Linked DNA regions of Sus scrofa: regions 1 and 2 are each linked to region 3. The links are chromatin contacts, called in public Hi-C and HiChIP or PLAC-seq maps. All regions are on one chromosome and are shown on one strand. The core of a region is the stretch at or near the end of the contact, and the rest is flanking DNA. Distances in the headings are between cores, read along the strand shown.

Evidence for each region. Hi-C and Micro-C count contacts between places; a contact is called where the count stands out from the background. HiChIP or PLAC-seq counts read pairs in DNA pulled down with a chosen protein or histone mark.
Region 1: a Hi-C map of retroperitoneal adipose tissue shows a contact between it and region 3, with 2.1 times the contacts expected there. The contact joins the enhancer-like site here to the promoter of TPD52L1 in region 3. A contact is called at or near these places in 4 of 5 promoter capture datasets (fetal liver, fetal skeletal muscle and liver), 40 of 47 Hi-C or Micro-C datasets (adipocytes, adipose tissue, alveolar macrophages and 18 more) and 2 of 2 datasets of contacts at active chromatin or transcription factors (alveolar macrophages and skeletal muscle).
Region 2: an H3K27ac HiChIP or PLAC-seq map of alveolar macrophages shows a contact between it and region 3. The contact joins the promoter of LOC110256655 here to the promoter of TPD52L1 in region 3. A contact is called at or near these places in 2 of 5 promoter capture datasets (fetal liver and liver), 14 of 47 Hi-C or Micro-C datasets (alveolar macrophages, embryonic fibroblasts, fetal heart ventricle and 6 more) and 2 of 2 datasets of contacts at active chromatin or transcription factors (alveolar macrophages and skeletal muscle).

What each region holds. Positions count from the first base shown.
Region 1 is chr1:37,968,054-37,971,083 of Sscrofa11.1, reverse strand. No RefSeq gene overlaps it. Among named protein-coding and RNA genes, the nearest start is that of RNF217, 57 kb to the right of the region's middle. Within about 2 kb of position 1,478, at least 24 of the 83 cell types and tissues checked have an H3K27ac peak or open chromatin away from gene starts, as enhancers often do. A contact at or near this core is called in alveolar macrophages, fetal skeletal muscle, omental adipose tissue and 2 more, where this site is marked.
Region 2 is chr1:37,910,392-37,913,738 of Sscrofa11.1, reverse strand. LOC110256655 reads right to left here and starts at 1,520. Exons shown (of 3, transcript XM_021072815.1): 1 at 959-1,520. The coding sequence starts at 1,424. RNF217 (probable E3 ubiquitin-protein ligase RNF217) reads left to right here and starts at 1,617. Exons shown (of 6, transcript XM_021072754.1): 1 at 1,617-2,599. The coding sequence starts at 1,721.
Region 3 is chr1:37,760,049-37,763,461 of Sscrofa11.1, reverse strand. It overlaps TPD52L1 (tumor protein D53), which reads left to right and starts at 1,792. Exons shown (of 8, transcript XM_021088718.1): 1 at 1,792-1,935. The coding sequence starts at 1,917.

The DNA.
Region 1 (3,030 bases), core at 229-2,728, 210 kb before region 3:
CTTGAATATTATTAACTCTTCAAAAGGTAAATATTATCCACAATTTATACAGGAGAAAACTGAAAGTCAGAAAAAGACACAAGGCAAGTATGTAGAGAGACAAAGTAAGTATGCAAGTGGGGGGAACATGATGAATGTCCATGCCAAAGAAGTTCAGTGATTAAGAAACTTTTTGGAATGCTCTAAGCATCTCTATTTAGCAAAAAGTAATGAAAAAGCTATTTATTATCTGGAAATATGAAACTGTCTTTAAGATATGCTTTTGAAATTTAAAAGTTCAGTTCAACAATAATACTAATAGAACACTAAATATGTGGAAGGAATTAGAGCTGAAGGAAGCCTCAAAAAAATGATGATGCAAACCACAAAGTTCCTGTTTTCTAAATCTTGGGAACAGCATACAGGAACATTTACTTGGTTACAGTGTATATCTTGGACATTAGAAGGACTGAGGACCTGAAAGCTGCCACTGGAATCAGTAGCTGCTATGAAGATGGCTTGAGGGCAGAGACCTTCTCTTAGCCCCTCTACTGCATCCAATATACATTTATGTTATTAAAGGCAAGGAGAAGAAATGTTAGAAGAGTTTTTGCAGTCTTCTTCCTTTTTTCTCCCCATAACAACATCAAAGGCTCCTCCTGAGAGTCTTTGATTTATTCAATTGCTTATTCATTCATTCATGCTTTCCTTCAATAAACAGTATATCATCATTACTTTATGCCAAGCACTGTTCTATATGCCAGAGACACAGAATAAACAAGGCAAACCACAGCCCTGCTTGTGCAATAGGGCATGTCTTCTTCCTCAGAGGTATAATCTTCTGCAGTGGAAGTTCATCACATTAAGATGTTAGCCTCTCCTGCTTGTGCTTTTTGCCTAGTGAAAATCCCTAATGATCAAAGCATTCAATTAAGTTCCAAAAGGATCAAATTTTCATTTTAGGTTGAGAATCAAGATAGTCAAGGAAGATCAAGGAAGAAATACGGCTTTTAAAACTGTGAACTCTGTGAGATAATCTTAAATTGGCATGCTCACACTTTCTAAAGTGACAAAAAGAGCAAATTGGGGAAAACGGCTATAGAAAGAGAAAATCTGATCAGAAGAGTACAAAGTCTGCCTTCTTGACAAAGAATGGGAATTTGAGAAAGAGTGCCATTTGAATATCCAATAATGATCACACACGAATATATAAAATATAAATTCTGTCTCTGAATTACAATAATAATGCTTCATTCCAAATAAAATTTGTTTAGAGCCCTTGATTTTAACTTGATAATTCTTCACTCCCAGGTGGAAATAAACGGCCCCCATCCTTTCCAGGATAAAAGAATACATTATACATAGTACAAGAATGGTTGAAAGTTCCTGGAGAATAGATATGACACCACATTACCAATTATAGAACTGATTTACGATGTGTCCTGAGACGTGCTGGGGACTTTCCCTATTTATAACATGGGGTTCGTAGAACTTGTCGGTAAGAACGTGTGAACCCTCAAGTAAAATTTAGTACATGGCGCCTAGTCTCAGAGTTATCATATTATTACCTCAATTGGAATTGGCTTTGTGACAGATTTCAAATACCAGAATCCTGCAAAACAACTGCAACAAGTCTGTACATTCCTAGCAAACCTGACAGCACATTCAAAATATTGGTGCATCTGGTTTTCCCTCAGGCAGCAGCTGCAGCTGCTCAAGTTGCTGTGGAATCTGAAGTGACAGCCCCCTCCTGGCAGGCAGCGTCGCTGTCATTCAGAAGAGAGATCACAGAGCCCGATCCTTTCTGTCTTTGAGGCACAGCTCACAGACGTCAGCGGGAGACCTGATGGCATGTCAAACAGGAGATTAGAAACCTGCAAAGCTGGAATGTCTTCTCCTGCACATGGTGATTCAACTGTCTCTGAGGAGACAGGACAGACCTAGGAATGAGGGAAGATGCACCTGAAGTCTTTACCTTAGGTTTTCATCAACAAGAGACAAGCAGACGACCCAGAAGTATGATCTTTGATGCTGACATCTATGGGGTTTTTTTTAAGTGAGACTTTATTTTAAATGGCTCTGGGGGCGGGGGCAGTGCAGGGGAAGTTTAAGAAAACATAAGCAGGCTACATTTTTTTTTTCTTCCTTTTTCTGCAACTCTTTTCTACAACAGGATTTCCTGGTCGCATCACGAGGAACTATGTAAATACGCCTCCTTCGACTTAGTGGCAAGTTAGTGGCAAGAATCATTTCCTGTCAGGTTCTTTCAAGGAAGAAAAAAGACCAGACCCCTTCTCCCCAAACAGCCAAAAATAGAAAATACATATTGTCATATGAAATTGGATCAGAAAAAATTTTGTAAGAGAGACAAGCATTATTCTATAATTTGGTTCTTAACTTGGTTGCTTTTGTTTCATGGCATTTTGTTTCATACTGTTCTTTTGGGCAAACACCCTACTTCCATTGTAATACACTGGTATTTCCATCTTATCATTGCTTAAAATAAATTTCACTCCTTAAAAGATTTAGGCTTTATATCAAGCCCAGGGTAATTTATTGTTAAAAACACTTTCTCTCCATTCTCATTCCCACCTTGCTTTTATTCATTGTGAAAGTAGGAAGTCTTCAGTTAACACAGACGTGGGCATTTAGTTTAAGCAAAATGTGCCAAAATGTTTTTCCACACCAAAACAGAAATAAATAAAATTCATGGAACTAGATAGATCATTTGCCTTCTTATGCAGATGATTCACTCTCTCATTCTCACTTTTTACTCTAACTTAAAACATTTAATACTTCCACATCAGTGTCATTTAAATCCTTTAAGCAGTGGCCTGAAGAGCTCAGCCATCCCTGCCTACTTGAAGTGTTCTTGGTATTTCTCTAACTCAAATATCCTTACAATTGCTGAGTTGTTCACCGCTTCAGTAGGCAAATATTCTCACTCTCATATATGTGTGTGCGTGTGTGTGTGTGTGTGTAAATGTATAAAATGCTGTAGATAGATCGATCAATCGATCGATCAATTGCTAGATAGATAGATATGAGAGA
Region 2 (3,347 bases), core at 271-2,770, 150 kb before region 3:
TTTACTAGGAAATCAATTATCCAAGATGGAAAAAAAAAATCCCTAAATAGCATTCAATCTTCCAAATAAAAATTCTTCATTCTTGGGTCAGACTGATAAATGAGATGGCATTTAGACCCATTGATTCGATTCGTCCCTTTACGGAGCCATCAGACACACGACGGAAATGCTCTTTAGTGTCATCCTGCTTTCTTAGTACTGTGTAGCTAGTCACCTTTCTATCATTTGTATCCGAACAATATTTTAGAACAACCAATAACAACTTCAAGAGGACAATTTTGACACACTTCACAGCTCCTTCCTATTACATTAATGCGTAAATTGAATTCCCTCTCAAGATGGGGGAAAAAGTAAAAGGTTGGCTTCCCAAAAATGTTTTCATTGGCTTTAGGGAACTAAAATGCACCAGTCTGGGTGACTAATACTTCCTGGAAAATAAAGATAGATCAACACATAATTAAGTTCTGGCTCAAATATAATTGTTGTCTTGGAAACAGTTTTGGGGTAAATATGGTTATGCTAATGAAACTTTTCATGATTTCCACCAATGATCCAGTTTATTAACTAGGCCAGACCATCTTACTACCTTATGCTACAAATTTTGGAATATTCAAGGGGTTAAAAAAGTTCCTAAGAGAACTGTGACAAGGAGGGAAAGGGATACATCTTAAATTCGTTATTTATCAGCTTTCATAAGGCTTCCAGTTGGAGGAGTAGGTTAAGAGTGCTTTTTGGCGTATTTGTGGCTTTCAAACATCCTTCCTACTTCATTAAACAGAAAACTATATATACCGCGTTTTGAATTAATAATTCCTAGCGTTATTTCTCTGAACTCCCTCTTCGGAGGATTTAAAATGAGACGAACTCAAGAGGAACACGCGACACCAAAGCCCTCAAGTAGCCAGTGTTTTCTAGTTCCAGCTTTCAGTAAAGAGTTTTGTAGGAAGTTTCTACTCACAGCGTAGCCCAAAGGGCAGCTTGCCTGCTCTGGAGGTTTTGGTCGAGGCCCAGTGTGAACTCCGGGCGCGAGAGCGCATCCCGGCTCTGAGATCACACCCACTCGGGGTGTGCGTGAGTGAGTGCGCGGTGCCCGCGCGCGTGTGTACGTGTGGGGAGGTGTGCGCCAAAGGGGTGGGGTGAGGGGCGGCGAAGAGTGCTCTAGGTGAAGCACGAGGAGCGGGAGAAGGAGGTCGCGCGCTCCGGCCTCTCCCCCAGGGGCCGCGGCGGCTGGCTCGCGCTCCGGCTGCCCCTCCGGGTGCGCGCCGCGGCGGCGCCACAGGCCCCTGGACCCTTGGACCACCGCCCTCCGGCCGCCCGGTTTGCAGCGGGGTCCGGCGATGGCGCGGGACTGACGGCCGCCTCCCCTCAGACCCTTCTGTCCCGCCCGGGGCTCCCGGGGGCCGCGGCACCGCCCCGACCTGCATGTGGGGAGGGCGCGCCGGTTGCCGGAGCGAGCGGCCCTCGGCGCCCCCGAGGCGGTGCCCCGCCGCGCGGGAGGACGAGGAGGAGGAGCCGCGGGCCGGGCCGGGCTCCCTGCGCGCCGCTGCCCGGGAGCACGGGCTCCCCGGAGGGAGCTCGGGGCGTCCCAGCCCCGGAGGAGGGACCCGGAAGCAGAAGCGGAGCCGCGAGTCGAGCCGAGCCTCTGCCCCCGCTGCCCGCCGGCGCCGGGTAGGGGTCCCGGCGGCTGGATGGGCAGCGGCGGCTCGGGCCGCGGGCGGCGATGGGCGAGGAGCAGAGCACGGTGAGCGGCGGCGGCGGGCCCCGGGAGGCGCGGACTCCCGCTAGTGGCGCCGCGGGCCATCCCGAGCCCCCGAGGCCGCCGGGGGACAGCGCCGGGGCGCCCGGGCCGCGCACCGCCTCCGCGGAGCTGAGCGGCCGCAGCTGCGGAAGCAACTCGGGCTGCGCGGATACGAGCGCCCCGGAGCCAGAGAGGAGCCGGGGAACTCCGAGCTGGAGGAAAAGCCACGCGCCGGGTCAACCCTCGGGACTGGCCCTCACCGGGCCCCTCAACCCCCAGGCTTTGCAACAGCAGCTGGCCAAGGAGGAGGAGGAAGCGAGGAGCCGAAACGAGGGAGGGGATGAACAGCAGGAGGCGCCCCCGGGCGAGGAGTCCGAGCCCCGGACCCGCGTCGGGGTCCCGGACGGACTGGTCCTGGACGTGCTAGGGCAGCGGCGCCCGCCTCCCGCCAAGAGACAAGTCTTCTGCTCTGTTTTCTGCGTGGAGAACGACCTGCCCGAGGTCCCCTCGGCGGAGCGGCTTTCGCTGACCGCGTCGTCGCCACCTCGGGCTCCTCCAGTGATCAACCCTCCCAGCACCCCCTCCTCCTTCCCTAGCCCCCCGCTGTCTCTCCCAACGGACCCCCTGTCTCCCGACGGCGGCAGCATCGAGCTGGAGTTCTACCTGGCGCCCGAGCCATTCTCCGTGCCCAGCTTGCTGGGAGCTCCACCCTACTCTGGCCTGGGTGGGGTCGGGGATCCCTATGCGCCCCTTATGGTGCTGATGTGCCGGGTGTGCCTGGAAGACAAGCCCATCAAGCCCTTGCCCTGCTGCAAGAAGGCCGTGTGCGAGGAGTGCCTCAAAGTCTACCTGAGTTCCCAGGTAAGCTCAGCACCTCTATCCTTCCTCTGTTCCCCATTCAGCATTCCAGAGCACTGGCCAGGATGGCCAGCTCGCCAGCTCCCTGCTCTGCTCGCGGGAGGAGGTGATGAATGCCCTTACAGAGGACCTCTGTCAGTTTCTCACTTCTCTGTTGTTGTCCTTAGAATATTTAAGTGTGTTTGTCTTCACTGGTTAAGGTGACCGGAATTTAATTCTGCGTGAACTTCAGGCTTTGATCAGCAACCGTAGAACCAGGTGGTACACTTGAATTGCCCTCTGCTTATTTCTTTTATTAGATTGCCAGCAAGACCTTGCAGGAGGAAGAGGGCAATGAGAGTGCTTTTGAGGCCTGGTATTCCAGAACCTCAAATAGTGGGCAGAAAATAAACATATGTTGAGTTGGTGGAGAGAAGTGTTGCAAGGAATGATACCTGAATTTGAAATTTTGCTCCATTTAGTTAGTCCAGGAAAAGCGTTTTTAATTTATTTATTCCTGGCTCTGGTCCACTTTTCAGTTTCTTTTTCCACAGGGAAGTTGAAGTACTTTTTCAGCGGGCTTTATTTCTTTAAGAGGGAACAAAACAGAAAGAGCAAAGCAAAGTAAGGCTAAGAGGCTTAGCAAAACAAGCACTGGTGAAACGTTCTTCCTCAGCTCCTTATTTGAAAGCTTGTTTTTTTTCTTGGAAAGTTTAAGAGTGTAACAGGCCGACTTTCCTTCACTGGTGGTGAATGCTTCCTTCCAGCAGTT
Region 3 (3,413 bases), core at 543-3,042:
AAGCAAAAATGTAAGACTCCATTAGTATTTGTTAGTCTGTACTCTGAGAATAACTGCACTTTGAGAGAGAAAATAGAACCTCGTGGTTAGTTAATTCTTTGTTCCATAAGTCTTTTTTGAGCTATGAATAGGGCTCTTTGGCAGGAAATATGGGATGTTCAACATAAGACCCCTACTCGACCCTGAGACTTGACCATCCAAGAAAGAAAGAAAGAAACCCTGAGAAATATAGCAAATCATTCAAGTCCAAGGTAAATAAATACCACGTTGTATTTTGCAGGTGAAGATTGTGTAGCTGGGAAGAAGAGGGGGAGATCTATGACAGCTAAAGACCTGAGAATGTGACACAGAAGCTGGTATTTCTTACTCCCTGCCATGTTTTCTAGTCACATTGCCAGGCCAGGAACAGAACTGTTAGTTTCTAGTCTCATCTCTGAAAATGTGACTGCTGCATCAACCTACAGGTTCGGCCCATGGGTTTCAAATTAGGAAATACATAGTTGATTCTTTTACTTGCAGATTCTATATTTGTCAGTTTGCCTCCCCGATAAAATTTATTTGTGACACCAAAATCAATATAGTGCTTTCATGGTCCCTCCCAGACATGGGCAGAGCCCTGAAAAGTTGGGTGGAGAGGCACTTACCTCCCAGCTAAGGTCAAAAACAGCTAAGCTCCAACTACTCGTTTCAACTCTCTTAGACTATAAATTAAGTGCCCTTCTCACAGACTACAAATAAACCATTTTTGTATGTTTCGGAAGGTGATTTTGCCATTTAAAATGGCCTCAAGCCTAGTGCTAAATGTTGTCTGGTATCCTCAGTGCCAGTAGGCAGTACCTGCCTTAGGAAGAAATGCATACATTAAATAAGCTTAATGATGCTGTTGATCCCCAGGAGCTTGACGTTAATGAATTAACAGCATGTATTAAATAACGTATCTTTAAACAGAAACACACATGAAACAAAGTTATGTACTGATCGGTGCACAATAATATTGGGTCCAGAGGGTCAGAGGAACCTGAAACTGTTATTTCTACCAGGAGCAATGATTATTAGCTATTGTAAATCCACCCTCCTTCCTCTCCCCCAGGGCACTGGCTCTCTCTGCAGCAGTGTATGAGTCTTGCCATTGGCCTAGCCAGATCATTCATTATAAACGTTCCCATTAAAAAGAAAAAGAAAACCACGAAACTTCCTCTCCAGGATTCCGACACCAGGTGTCAACTGTGGTACTTTCTTTGCCTAGGACGGTAATTCGTATTTGTTGATAATTGATACCCTTTCCCTTGATTTAAAGGTATGCATTACTTTTACTCCACATGCCCCAGTAGTCACAGATTCCAAAGCCACTGGACCACTTGAGTACATAAGTGCCACTGTTTAATGAAATATGTATACTCAGGGCTGTAAATCTAAATGTGTGACTTAGTGCTAGTTGCAGATGATTATGGCCGTTGAGTATCTACACGGATCATGGTGATATCCAAAGGAAAATTGCTTTTATACATTTGGATTACTTCATTGAATAATATAAAATGAATATCAATAAATATATTCTCAAAACAGAGAGACAGAGACAGAGAAGGCACAACCAACTTCAGGCCTGCTTCAGGCATCGTTGGGTGGAGCACGCGCCCTGAGGTCCCCAGCGGGCGCCCCTCGCCAGAGGCGTGGAGCGGCCGGCAGGTGGCGCGCAGCAGTGGGGCTCGGTCGCAGCGAGGTCCCGGCCAGGTGGACTGGAAGGGGCGGGGGAAACCAGAAGCGGCCAGCCGAGGCAGCCCCGCGGGCCCCACCCCCTCCACGCGGCGCTGCGACACGCGTGCGGGGAGAGGAGGCGCCAGCTGCATTCCGAGCTCGGGCACCGCTGCTGTTTCTCCGCCGAGCGTCCCAGTCTATCAATCCGAAGTCCGGCTACCATGGAGGCTCAGGCACGAGGTGAGTGGTGGCCAATCGCCCTGAGGGTCAGGCCCTAGGGCGCACAAAAGCCCTTGCCTTGCATCACCCAACTTTGCTCCCGGACAGAGCGGCTGGGTGACCTCTCCACAGGTCCGCAACTCCGCTTCTCCCTGCGCTTGCCAAATAATTCCTGCTCCCCAAACTCTGGATTTGCGGTGGGGTTGGGGACTGGTGAAGGAGACCTTAAGTGGAGGGGACCCTCCGCGGGAAACGCGCCCGCGGAATGCTCTCTTTGCCAGCTAGCCGCCCTCACGCTTGCCCATCCTCGCGGGCGCGCAAAGGACCTGGGGCAGGGTCCAGCGCCCGCGCTTCGTTCCCTTTTCCGCCGGGTGCAGGGAGGGTGCGCGGCTTCTCCTGCTCTGAGCGGTGGCTTTGCGTCCAGCAGCTCCCAAGTTCAGGGCTGAGGTGATGGCTCCACGGAGACCTGGGTCTCCCGGCTACGCTAGGGGTTTGCAGCGCGGAGATATGCCTTCCTAGGCCGCGAGAGCATTACCCGCCTGCTGGTCTCCAGCAGCGTGTGTCCCTGTTTCCCACGGTCAGGGAGCGACCTCTCCCTCCCCAGGCGCGTGGAGCCGCCGGCCGCTGTCTGGCCTGGCCGCCGCGCTCCCAGCTGCTGGGGTCGCCCACTGGAGGAGCCTGAGGCGGTTTCACCGAGCGCAGCCTCGTGTTTTAGGGTCACTCTCGGACTAGGGTTAGGGAATCCCGATGGAATCGTACAAGAAAGGAAGTAAATGGTCGGTGGAAAGAAGCAGAGGTGGGCGGATGTGGAGCAAAAGACTCGTAACATTGACTTTGGAGTCTCTCTTGGGAGCCACGCCAAGAAGGGATGGGACGCGGAGTTCAGCCTTTTTCAGCCTTTAAAGCAATCATTGCCACCCTTCTTCCACACTGCAGTAAATTCCATGATAGCTTTTAAAATAAATAAAAACCTGTTTTTTGGGGGGGAGGCGGGGGAACGACGGAGGAAGAAGAGGTTCATGACCCTGTGTGATCACCCTTTAGGGGCCCAAGTGTTCGGCCTGAGAGCTGCTTGGCGGGTGCCTGGGCCTCAAGCCACCCAACAGGTTTGCTGCCAGGATTACAATGGTCTGATCAGTACGAACCATCCTGGTTTGTTACCTCAGCCAAGATCCTGTCCACAAAGCTGCCATTTCCAGTACTTCCCTCCCACCCCATTTTCTAATTAGGAAAGGAGAATTCAACCAAGGATGGGGGATTGTTGGTCGGATTCAAAAGCAGAGGTCAGATGGGAGGCCTTCACTCTATGCTGAAGCAGGTGGGGACAACGCTGGAGCTTTCTAACCTTCTTTGCAGATTAGAATTATTAGAATTATTATTAGAATTATTTGCAGACCTTAAGTATTGGCTGATCTCAAACCAGTCAAATAGGAATCTCTGGGGCCTGAGCCTGGGCCTGGGTATATCGGAAAGCTTCCCAGGTGACTCTGTTACTCAGT